Linked DNA regions of Cyprinus carpio: region 2 is linked to region 1. The links are chromatin contacts, called in public Hi-C maps. All regions are on one chromosome and are shown on one strand. The core of a region is the stretch at or near the end of the contact, and the rest is flanking DNA. Distances in the headings are between cores, read along the strand shown.

What was found. Hi-C and Micro-C count contacts between places; a contact is called where the count stands out from the background.
Region 2: a contact with region 1 is called in a Hi-C map of skeletal muscle, with 2.8 times the contacts expected there. The contact joins the enhancer-like site here to the promoter of LOC122133990 in region 1. A contact is called at or near these places in 3 of 8 Hi-C or Micro-C datasets (liver and skeletal muscle).

The regions. Positions count from the first base shown.
Region 1 is chrB7:38,901,635-38,907,044 of ASM1834038v1, reverse strand. LOC122133990 (transcriptional enhancer factor TEF-1-like) reads right to left here and starts at 2,885. Exons shown (of 14, transcript XM_042728590.1): 1 at 2,680-2,885; 2 at 2,144-2,249.
Region 2 is chrB7:38,960,593-38,966,002 of ASM1834038v1, reverse strand. LOC122133990 (transcriptional enhancer factor TEF-1-like) reads right to left here. Exons shown (of 14, transcript XM_042728590.1): 7 at 5,018-5,152; 8 at 4,674-4,711; 9 at 3,503-3,564; 10 at 3,279-3,412; 11 at 1,882-2,055; 12 at 453-593. Among protein-coding and RNA genes, the nearest start is that of LOC109093778, 17 kb to the left of the region's middle. Within about 2 kb of position 3,337, at least 1 of the 8 cell types and tissues checked has an H3K27ac peak or open chromatin away from gene starts, as enhancers often do. A contact at or near this core is called in skeletal muscle, where this site is marked.

The sequences.
Region 1 (5,410 bases), core at 1,636-4,135:
GCTTCAAACTGCCTCATTTGAAAAGGAGGCAGTAGGAAAATCAGCTTCAAAAGTTTTCTCGGTTGTGTTCAGGGCAATAAATAACTAGCCTATTTAAAATTCCATTATATGTAATACATACTCAAAGCACATTCTATATCTACACAAATAATGAAAGTTGCAGTATGTGAAATGAAGAATGCCTTGGTATATCTATCAATGCTGTGCAAAATTATTTGAGCCACATTTAAAGTTCATAGAGAATCTATTTCTCATTCATAAATAATAATAATATATTAATAACACAGTAACGGCAGATAACGTAACAAAATCGCTCAGACTTAGCTATACCTCCAAACAGCACACTAAACTAAAAGTAAACTATTTAATCATTGCATCAAAAAATATTTATTCTCCGATTGCATGGTTTCTTTTTTATATGCCATCGGATGTAGCTAATGAGTACTTTAAGGTTCCTCTGTTTTCGAACCATCTGATCAAGAGTCAGATGTTTGACTTCAAGTGATGGGTTCAATGCGAGACCATGTTTCATTCTCTCACTTGAAAATGTCAAGCAAGCGTATATTCAACAGGTCTATGTGTGAGCACAAAGCACTTACTGCTATGCCTATTTTACACAACAAGCAGATTTGCTTCTCATCACTGTGATACTGTAGATTCTGACAGAATCAGTCAATCTGTTTACTGCAGTACATGATAATGGCCCAGTTAGAGGACACAAACAACACATTGTGTCACTCGGACCCTTCTTTATAAAAGGGCCAATGTGAAATATAAGACAATAATTAACTGCAAGAAAAGAGGTCTTTTCCCCAAAACACAAAATAGAGGAACTTGTTTCCCGTTGAGAATTAAAGTCCAGAACAGGGCAAGGGCAGCAGTGTTAAAGCTTTTGTATTAGAAAGACAAGCAATACATAATAAGACAGCTACTGTTCTTACAGTACAATGTAAAACGTGAAAAAGTGCAAAACAGCTATTTCTGCCTGCTCTGTATCAGTTTGTTTCCATCCATTCACAATCATATTTGTCATGTCTACAAAGTATGCTGTGAACTCAATTTTCATTAAAGATGACATTTAAATTGGTTCAAAAAAGTAAATGGATTGCAGACTTTGGCATTAATGATTTACTTAGTGCTATAAAATGTGCTTAACTGTTTTTAGTTTCCACAAAAAATAAGTTTCTACCACAGCTGAAACTGAAATAAATACTCAGGGCTCTAATTTAAAGAAGCTTTCTGGTGACTAATACTAAGTTACAGTTTTATTACATCAGTATAACAGTTAGGTTGTATATTGGATGAATCTTAATTAGCTTGATTATACAGAATTCATAAGCTTACAGTGAAACTCACAGCTCGTTTTATTTTGGGGGTTTTGCAGCTGGAGGTGTGAATGAGGAACAGAGGCATGTGTGATTTCATAATGAATTAATTCACAAAGGGACAGTGAAACGGTTAAAAACACTGTGGAATAGTAATCTTCACGCCATTAGCTAAAAGCCTGGATAGTTGGTGGAGTTGGTAAAGCCTAGTTCTGATGAAGTGCTAAGCTAAGCTACGCCGTCCCGCTGTTATTCTGTCGTTACGTTCATAGTTCCGTTCCTTGTGATGAAACGGCGTTTCTAAATAAGTGGTTTTAAAGCACACACGGTAACTGCCAAACTGTGTTTTTAACCTGTGTTGTCGTTTATAAAGTCCAAATACAACGCAAAGAGGCACGACGTTACTCCAGAGGAAACAGGGCGGGCAAATCCCAACAAAGGAAATGACAGAGGAATAGCAGCCAGATTCTCCCATGTAATCTTTCTGAAACAAGCTGATACATTAAAACAATGTCAACAGCTGCTACAAATGTATCTAGCAGCCTTGGACAAATAAAAGGGATACTTTTACAGTTGCACAACAACAGTGAAGTAAAGTTTCTCCAGAGTAACCAAGCCTGGGAAGTTCAGTGCGGAGTACGTTTTTAAAATAAAAGACACAAATATATTAACGCTCACGGATGTTATCAATTTTCCGTGTCGTTCTGTGTGTGTTACAGCAAATAACGAAGAGACCAATGTGATATAACTCCGTAGAGATGCCAAGAGTTTACGTAAGTCGGTTAAATAAAGAGGAGAAAAGTCAAATGCGTACTTACGGGTGAGATGTGAACCGAAGCTGGTGAATAAACGCCAAAGATACGCGAGCAACAAGTCTCCTCGCGCTATATTTGTGCTCCGCTCCGAAATGTGCGGCGTAGCCAACTATGGAGGAGAAAACAGCAACATTTGGATCCGTCATCTTGTCCAAAATTCTTTTCATGCAACAATCAACGTCCAGAAAAATGTTCCCACCAAAACGACGCGCATTGTTTCTGGGTGTAAATGTACAGGACTTACTGCAGAGCACGAGCGCGCGAGGTCAGCTTCTTTAGCAAAAAAATGTGAAAAATGTCAAAGATTTTCGTGCTATGTCAGACTGAGTCAGTGGACAAAGTGAAAGCACCCTGTTGCTGCTGCAGCGTCGAACTAAATCCCATTGAAAAAAGATACTTTCTGAGCCCGACCCCTCTTGATACATGCCTATCAATAGTCATAATCGCGCAAAACATTTTGCATTTGCTCGTCTGCTTTAACTTAATCCATAAAATCGTTTGCTCTTAAGCCGTCAAGGGCTAATTACCTTAAAACTTACCTTAACGTCCGCTTTATTTATATCAAAATTTAAGTTCGGCCCCTTTGTTTTGTTCTAGTGTGGGTTTGTATAGTTTGTTGCAAACTGTGTAAAGTTATTCTTGTGTTTTGGGGCCGGCCGGGAATGTGAACGGGAATCTCCGCCGCACCGATAGAGATGCGAAGAATGCTCGGAATGAGAGCAGGAATGAAATGAACGCGAGCCGCGTCGAGTTTGCAGCAGGGCGGAGCCAGAGGGTGGCGTCATCCCGCAGCTTCTCCCACATCCATGGGGATGACCTCACAGGACACGTCCAAGCCGTCCTCCAATGGGAGACAGCGCTGCCTTGTTTATACTTTCTTCTAACTCACTTGTTTGCAACCTATTGATTCGGATGGATGTAATAATGATTCGCTGTCTTTACTGTGCATGCCTTTATTTAGGTTAAATGAATATAAGAAAATAGTTCATCATGTTAAAATAATTAAAAATGTACAATTGTTGTAAAAATAGCCTAGCCTATATAACATTTATCACAGTGCTTTTATTAGACGTGGCACCATTCCCCAATTGGAGAGGCAGAATTTTCTATGCTTGTGGACACTGGTGCCATCTACTTACACAGCATGTTTGGAAAACCACAGACAAAAGATTAGATTAAGATATGTAAACACCTGTACATTATCAGCATAAAATCACAAACTGTAATTAAGTGTGGCATGCAAATTGCCAAAATAGTAGCTAAATTTATGAAAACTAAGAACTCACTATGCACACCGCAGATCGATCTTAATATCCTGAACTTACTTTTAGACGCAGAGAGTAGTCCAGATATATTTCCCACTTTTCTTAACACCAGCTATATGATGAATGCAAAAATATACATTACCGGTCAAAGGTTTGGAAGAATTACATGTTCTAATATATTTAAAAATAAATAAATAAATGCTTACCAAGGCTGCATTTATTTACAACATTATTATACATATAAATATAAGCATATTTAAATATATGATGTTATCATTTATTTTTGTGATAGCAAAGCTGAATTTTCAGTAGTCATTCTTCAGTGTCTAATGATGCTCAATTTGGTGAAATTGTTTTTGGTGCTGAATTATTAATAATGTTTCTTCTTATTATCATCATCGATGTTAAAAAATGCTTTTGCTGCTTAATATTTAGGGGGAAACTGTGATACTTTTTTCCCCAGAATTCTCTGATGAACAGAAAGCTCAAAAGAAGGGCATTTATTTGAAATAGAACTCTTTTGTATCCTTATAAATGTCTTTACTCTCAACTTTGATCAATTTAAAGCATGCTTTCTAAATGAAAGTATACATTTCTAATTCTTATTCTTTTAAATTTTATGTACCCCAGATTTTGAATGGTAGTGTATTGGAGCTTCCACTAAAATCTTTATAGCGCTATTGTTGTCAACATTGATAATACATTGAAATTTGTGTTGAGCACCAAATCAGCATATTAGAATGATTTCAGAAAGACTGAAGTTAAAAATAGATTTTGAAATGACATTTTAAAATATATCAAAATAGATAATAGCTACTTTAACAAAATAAAACATAAAAAAAAATATTTTGACCTGTAGTGCATTTTTTGGGATTGGGGGACGAAAATAATAATAATTGCCCTTCACAATGAATATGGATTTACTGTTTACACTGTTCATGTGATTCACAGCTTTTAAGTGTCACTGTGGATGTTGTCAGCAATGCATTAGATCCTCTCTGAGATTCGCAGCCTTTTCTTTGATCACGCCAAAGTCAACACCATAACGTACATAAAATAGCCTCCTTGAAGCCCCTAAAGTTTAATTACTAGTGAATAATGACTTTTGCTTAAGTGCAACGCTTCCCTTTCCCCGCTGTATCTGCAATATCAGCACCACGTCTGCTTTCCAAGGCTGTCTTATCTTATCTGCTGCTTCTCATCCTCGCGAATGGTGTCTGTTCTTTCAATACCAAACTATTAAGCATCAAAAGGGAAAGCTTATCTATGCAAATCCAGCTAGCCCTGGAGGAGCCAGCCTTTTCCTTCGGCGCGGCGCAGAGCTCCAGCACCTGAGTGCAGTCACAGCAGTGATTCATTCACCGTCATGGGTCATCTGCCAGAAGGGTTTCACAAGCTCCTTGTTAAACATTAGCTCCGTGTATCCAGGAAGCCTCAGCGAAGGATCCCGGCATAATAGAGGACTGTAAATGGCTTCATAGCCTTACATCAGAGCCTGTTTTCATTGCCTTATCTAAGAGCTGAGCTGCCCTAACAGATTGGATTGGTGGAAAGCAGCCATATGAAAATCCCTTCATGTCTGTGAACCCAGGTGGAAATGTCATTCGTGAAAAACAATGCCAAAGCAAATGGCTACCGTTAAACACAGAAGGCGTACTGTAGGTCTTTGAGGCGCCATGCTCAACTAGCAATATTAAAGGCCGCGTTTGGCTCTTTGAGGAACAAGTACATCAGTCAATAATGCATTTACAGATTTTTGCAAACACAAAATCCAAGTAAATCAATGCCGCTGTTGGCTAAAGTAGCTTTAAATCGTCTCGCCGTAGTGCAGAACGTGGACCTGCGGATGTCACAGACAATTTCAGAATCACACACGGCCTGTAAACCTATGGATGAGATTACATTTCTCACGATGGCACGGTCGAGGTGCACACAGATAAAATGATAAAGTGCCTCATTTAAGAAACCAATAAGCACTCCAGCTTCATGCAGCATTCTGCACTCT
Region 2 (5,410 bases), core at 2,088-4,587, 59 kb before region 1:
AATGTGAAATTAACTTTGTTTTTAATGTTTTTAAAAGAAATCTTTAATCTTCACCAATGCTTCTTTCATTTGAAACTGTTACAGCACAATTATGAAATATGATTACAATTTTAAATAACTGTTTTCGATTTGAATATATTTTAAAATGTAATTTATTCCCCTGATAACAAAGCTGAATTTTCAGCATCATTACGCCAGTCTTCAGTGTCACATGATCCTTCAGAAATCATTCTAATATGCTGATTTGCTGCTTAATTATTAATAATGGTATATTCTTACTTTTGAAAACAGCTTTTTAAAATTTCAGACTAACAACTAAGAACTCCATTAAGTGTCCTGAGTAATAAAAGAGCAATTACATTTTCCTCTGGGAAACTCATATTAGAGGAAGAACATTTATTGCTCCATTTAGACAATACAACTGTACTTAAAAACGAATGCTTGAAATTTACCTCCACTTTCTCCACGACCTGTTTGCCAAACGAGCAAACCTTTGTGGAGCAGGTGATGGTCATGTTCTCCGGGCTCTCGTACTGACTGCTCACTCCATAGAAAGCCCCAGTTTCGTCCTGAATGTTGCAGTTCAAGTCAGCCTATGAAGCAATGAGACAGTAGCTTTAATTCTCAATTTAATAAGCTACACGGTCAAATACTTCTATAACAGAGAAATCTACACAAGCAAAAACGGATAGATCTATCAACATATTACATCAATACAAAACTGCCATCTAGTGGAGACTGTAAGCACAGCTAAAATAACCTATGTGGAGGATTTTGAAGACTTATACTTCAGTTTGTTCCTCACATAGACACGAAACTTGCTTTTATAGTGCTTTTTTGTCATACATCCACATTATGAAAAGACCACTATGGACTTTCTGAAGTATATTGGTGTTACATGAAAGAAAAAAGTCAGTTATGGAAGACCACGAGGGTGAGTAAATGTTCATTTATGGAAACTATTCCTTTTAGCTAAAACTAAGCTGCCAACCATGGCTATTTCTACATTTTAGTCTATTCGGGTATTGAAGAAAAAGGCTGTGTCTAAGGTTAGAAAGAACAGATTAAATAACTTTGAGTAAAAAGGCACTCAAAAAAAAAAACTCTGAAAAAGAGTGGAAAAAAGAACAGCTCGCTCTCCGCTCTTTCAGTAAGCTAACACGATTTTCATTACCGAGAGAGCTCAAATATTCATTTCTGGCATACTCTCTTTTCATTAAGACAAGCCTGTTACATTTTCACATCATATTCAAGAGAGGCATTATTGTGCAGATCCAGAGTTTCATTTGAAATTCAGATCCCTGTGTCACTTCAAACGGAATTCGAGCAGCCTCGCTCCAACCACGACGAGGCCCACTTTGTTGGTTGCCGCTAGTTAGCTTTTCACAAAATGCATGCAATGTTTGAATAGCTATTAGAGGAGCATCCAGGTCATCCAATTGTTTCGCGATATTAAACGGAATAAGTGCAAGCTTTGATCATGGACACTTCAGCTATGCTGTGCCAAATATAGCGGTTTGGACGCGTAAACAGAGACGTCTGTCTATAAAACTAAAGTAGCCCAGTGTCTTTAGGGAAATGCACAATTATTTATGCATGTAATCACTCAGTGGATAAACATTTGTGTTAAATAGGCAGTTGTATGGGTGGTAAACATGAACTGTGGTAATTTCGCTCTCATTAGTGTAGAAACCTGGGCACAGGCTGGGCATGCGTTACACATCACACTGCATATGTGTTTATTTTTAAGCCTAAATAAAAAAAAATACTATGTTCTTCTTGGACTAATTGTGTGTTTCGATGTCTTCTTTTGGGGATAATTGTCCCGCGCATGTTGTGAATCGCTAAACAGATGCTCATTCTTTGCAGAGATTCACTCACCCAGAACTTTATGAGAAAGAATGAATTCTGAGGACCCTTGCCAAACAATTCCTTCAGCCCTCCTTTCTTCTCAGGAAATTTGTCGTAAATCTGACGAATGTCCACTGACTCGAGCAAGGCATCATTGTAAGAGTAATTTGTCTGACCGATGTGCACGAAAAGATGCTTGTTATACTGCACAGAAAAAAAGAGAGAAAACAAGTTAGAAACAGGAAAACTTGTCAAAATGACTGAAAGTTCTTGACTGTTTAGTTTTTAACTAGTACTATCCATCTATTCACAACTGTTAATTAATACATTTCATGATCATGAGTAATAGTGCTAATTATTCACTATTAACCACATATATCAGTATTATATTTGGTGAGAAAATTCACATTCGTACATTTTATTATTTTGGCAGACAAACAAATGACTGAATAAACATGAAAAAAGGTTAATGATCATTTATTTTAGAAATAAATTAATAATAATAATAAATAATATTGCTTAATGCTAATGTATGCATGCTATTGTTCATTGTTACTTCATGCTTGTTCATAATATAAAAAATAATGTTACGCCCCCTGACATTTTAAAAATGTATTAGCATATGTAGAAATGAACATGTCATAAAGTGTTCATTGGTAGTTCATGATATTTAAGTTAAAAAATTTAATTTTATTGTAAAAAGTGTAAAAATTCAATTTTTTAAGGTATAATTTGGAGATATTCACAAATGTACCACAGCATATAAAAGAACACATATTAGCAATGGTACTTTAATATAGTAGAGAAACAATACTTTTTATCTAATCATGATGACATCTGAATTATGTTACAAATTAAAAAAAATGAAATAAAAACAGGACACTGTATTTTGACAGTCCTCAAAGTCAACATAAAATGTTATTCACAACTCATTCTCACTGTATCACGGTTAGTGTTGCAAAAAGGTGGAAAATTTCCAGTAAATTTTGGAAATATTCCAGAAATTTTGGAAACTTTCCAGGACTTTTCGAAATATTCCAGGGATTTTTGGGAAGTTTCAAGAAATTTACCAGAATTTTCCCACCCCTTTGCAACCCTAATTACAGTATAATCATATTTCTTAAGTAAAACGTTTATCTGAGATATTCCAAGAGCCAAAAATGTAGGGCGGGTATTTTTCCCCATTGGAAAGAGATTGAATTGTGAGAAGTACATGTTGCATACTAGAATGCATACTAGAATGTGCATTTTCAGTCAGTCGTGTAGGACCTCTATCTAAAAACACTCCCCTTTGAGAGGCTTTTTGACTAGTAGGCTAAAGGTCAATGATGAATCATGTGCAATAAGACCAGGAATGTGTATAAAGAATTAAACTAGCTCCATTTTAATTTCATTTAGACTTATAGTGACATAAAGAAGTGACTCACGGAATCTGGATCTCTCTGGTGCTCCAGAAAAGCGGAGAACTCCACCAGTCTGAGTTTAGATGTGCCGACAGATCGGCCCTGCCAGGCGGGCACTGTGGGTGCCGGTGCTGTCGGGGGTTCATAACCTACACACACTGAATATTAGCCCTTCTAAACAAACAGAATGCTACATCTGAATGTGAATTGATCAACAAAAAAAACATGGCAAGTCGTGACCGACATACTTGAGATTGTAGTTGTGACTGCTGGCTGGATGGGGTACGCTTGCTGAGCAAATGGCTTGATGCTAAAACATAGACAAAGGAGAATTAAGAACAGGAAAACAAGCAGCCTGAAGTTTAGTGGCACTACATACTGAAGAGATTAAGAGGCTTCCACAGCAAAGAAGAAACAAAGCTGTACAAAGTATTTAAACTTGGATTCAACCCATCCCTGTTTCTGGAAAGGATTCCTCTATCTCTGATCCCTCTGAGGAAAAGAGAATAAGCTGGAAGGGTCGGGCAAAATACAGATATCAAGAAGAGGAGAACGACAATAAAGCAGACAAAACAGAGACAGGTGGAAAAAGAAGGAAATACCAGTGCTTGCAAGGCAGCAAAAGAACCAGATTAAAGTTTTGGGCTATGCATTTAGTTCTGTGAAAATGAAATGCTGAATCAGAGCATAGTCGTGACACTCAGTAAAAAAACTGAATTAGAAATATGATACCCCACTAGCTTTACCTCCTCCTGCTCTCACATTCTCTTCATTTAATTGGATATTGCAACTTTCTTGCTAAAGGACTGTGTCCACGCCTGACAACTGGCTGACTAAATTTCAAATAAGCTAACTAATTTACAAGTGTGCATACTAGACAGCATTGGCAGAAATTATAAATTGGCCATAATCTAGGGCTTTTTGCTGCACACTAGTTGTTGTAGAATTAAAGAATTTGTCTTGTAGTGTATACTTGTCTTAAGATGTAAGATGTAGAAGGATGTGCAGAAGAAAGTGAAGATGGTGGTGAAGAAGGTGCAGAAAATGCAAAATGAGGTGCAGAATAAGGTGAGGAAGATACAGACTGTGGTGAATAAGAAGAAGGTGCAGAAGAAGGGGAAAGTGAAGAAGAAGGTGGTGAAGATAGAGTTGCATAAGAAAGGGAGGAAGCTAAGGACTGTGGTGAAAAAGGAAGTGCAGAAAGTGGTAGAGAAGAACAAGAAGCAGGAGGTGCAGAACAAGGTGAAGATGGTGGTGAAGAAGAACGTGAAGAAGAAGGTGGTGGAAAAGAGGGTGAATACAATGATGAAGGTGCAGAAGAAGAGGAAGAAGAATGTCTGATGTGCCTTGCAAGCACTGTAGCAAGAGGACAAGCTTTAGTGGGCCAATGGGAGCAGAACTTCTAGTAGAGATACTCACTCTTGTGAGGATCCAGGCTGGCCCGTGGATATCATGCCCTGCCAAAACTAGAGAATTAGATAAATAAATAGACAACAAAACTCAGCCTATCCACAGGCACACACACGTCTGTGCACTCTTGATACATCAGTTATCACATGTTCATTGAAAAATGAGGTGGACTATGTGCCATGCAGTCTAGTTATCTTGAGTGTGGCATTAGTGGGCTTATCTGATGAAGGCAGGTGATGTGGGCACGGCTCTGAGGGTGTGTAATGGGATTGGAGCTGACACAGGAGGCACGGTGGCCAGCCGTGTGGCTGAAGTAAGTGTACTGATAGGTGGTTGCCAGAGGGAGGTCTTACCCCAGCTGCTCCGGGGAAGGCAGGACGCGGGATGCCCGGAAGACCCAGCTTGTTGTGGATGGCAGTGGCAGAGACGATCTGGGCCGAAGACATGGAGGCCATACTCTGAAGAGCTTTGTCCTTCACGCTCTGATCTTCAATAACATTTCCAAAAGAAATTAAGATCCAGAAAGGGTACAGACATAGTGAGCTAGGAGTTAAACGGTTTCTTTTAACAACACGGTTCAGGATACACGTTTGTACCACAGTTTTATCTCAATGCCAGAAGTTTGACACCACTAGTGTAAATGCTTCTTGAACTGTTCTCTAATTTATAACAAAAGTGCATTTACTTGACCAAAAATACAGCAAAATGAATAATAAAATCATTAGAATTATTTAGAGTTTTTTGGC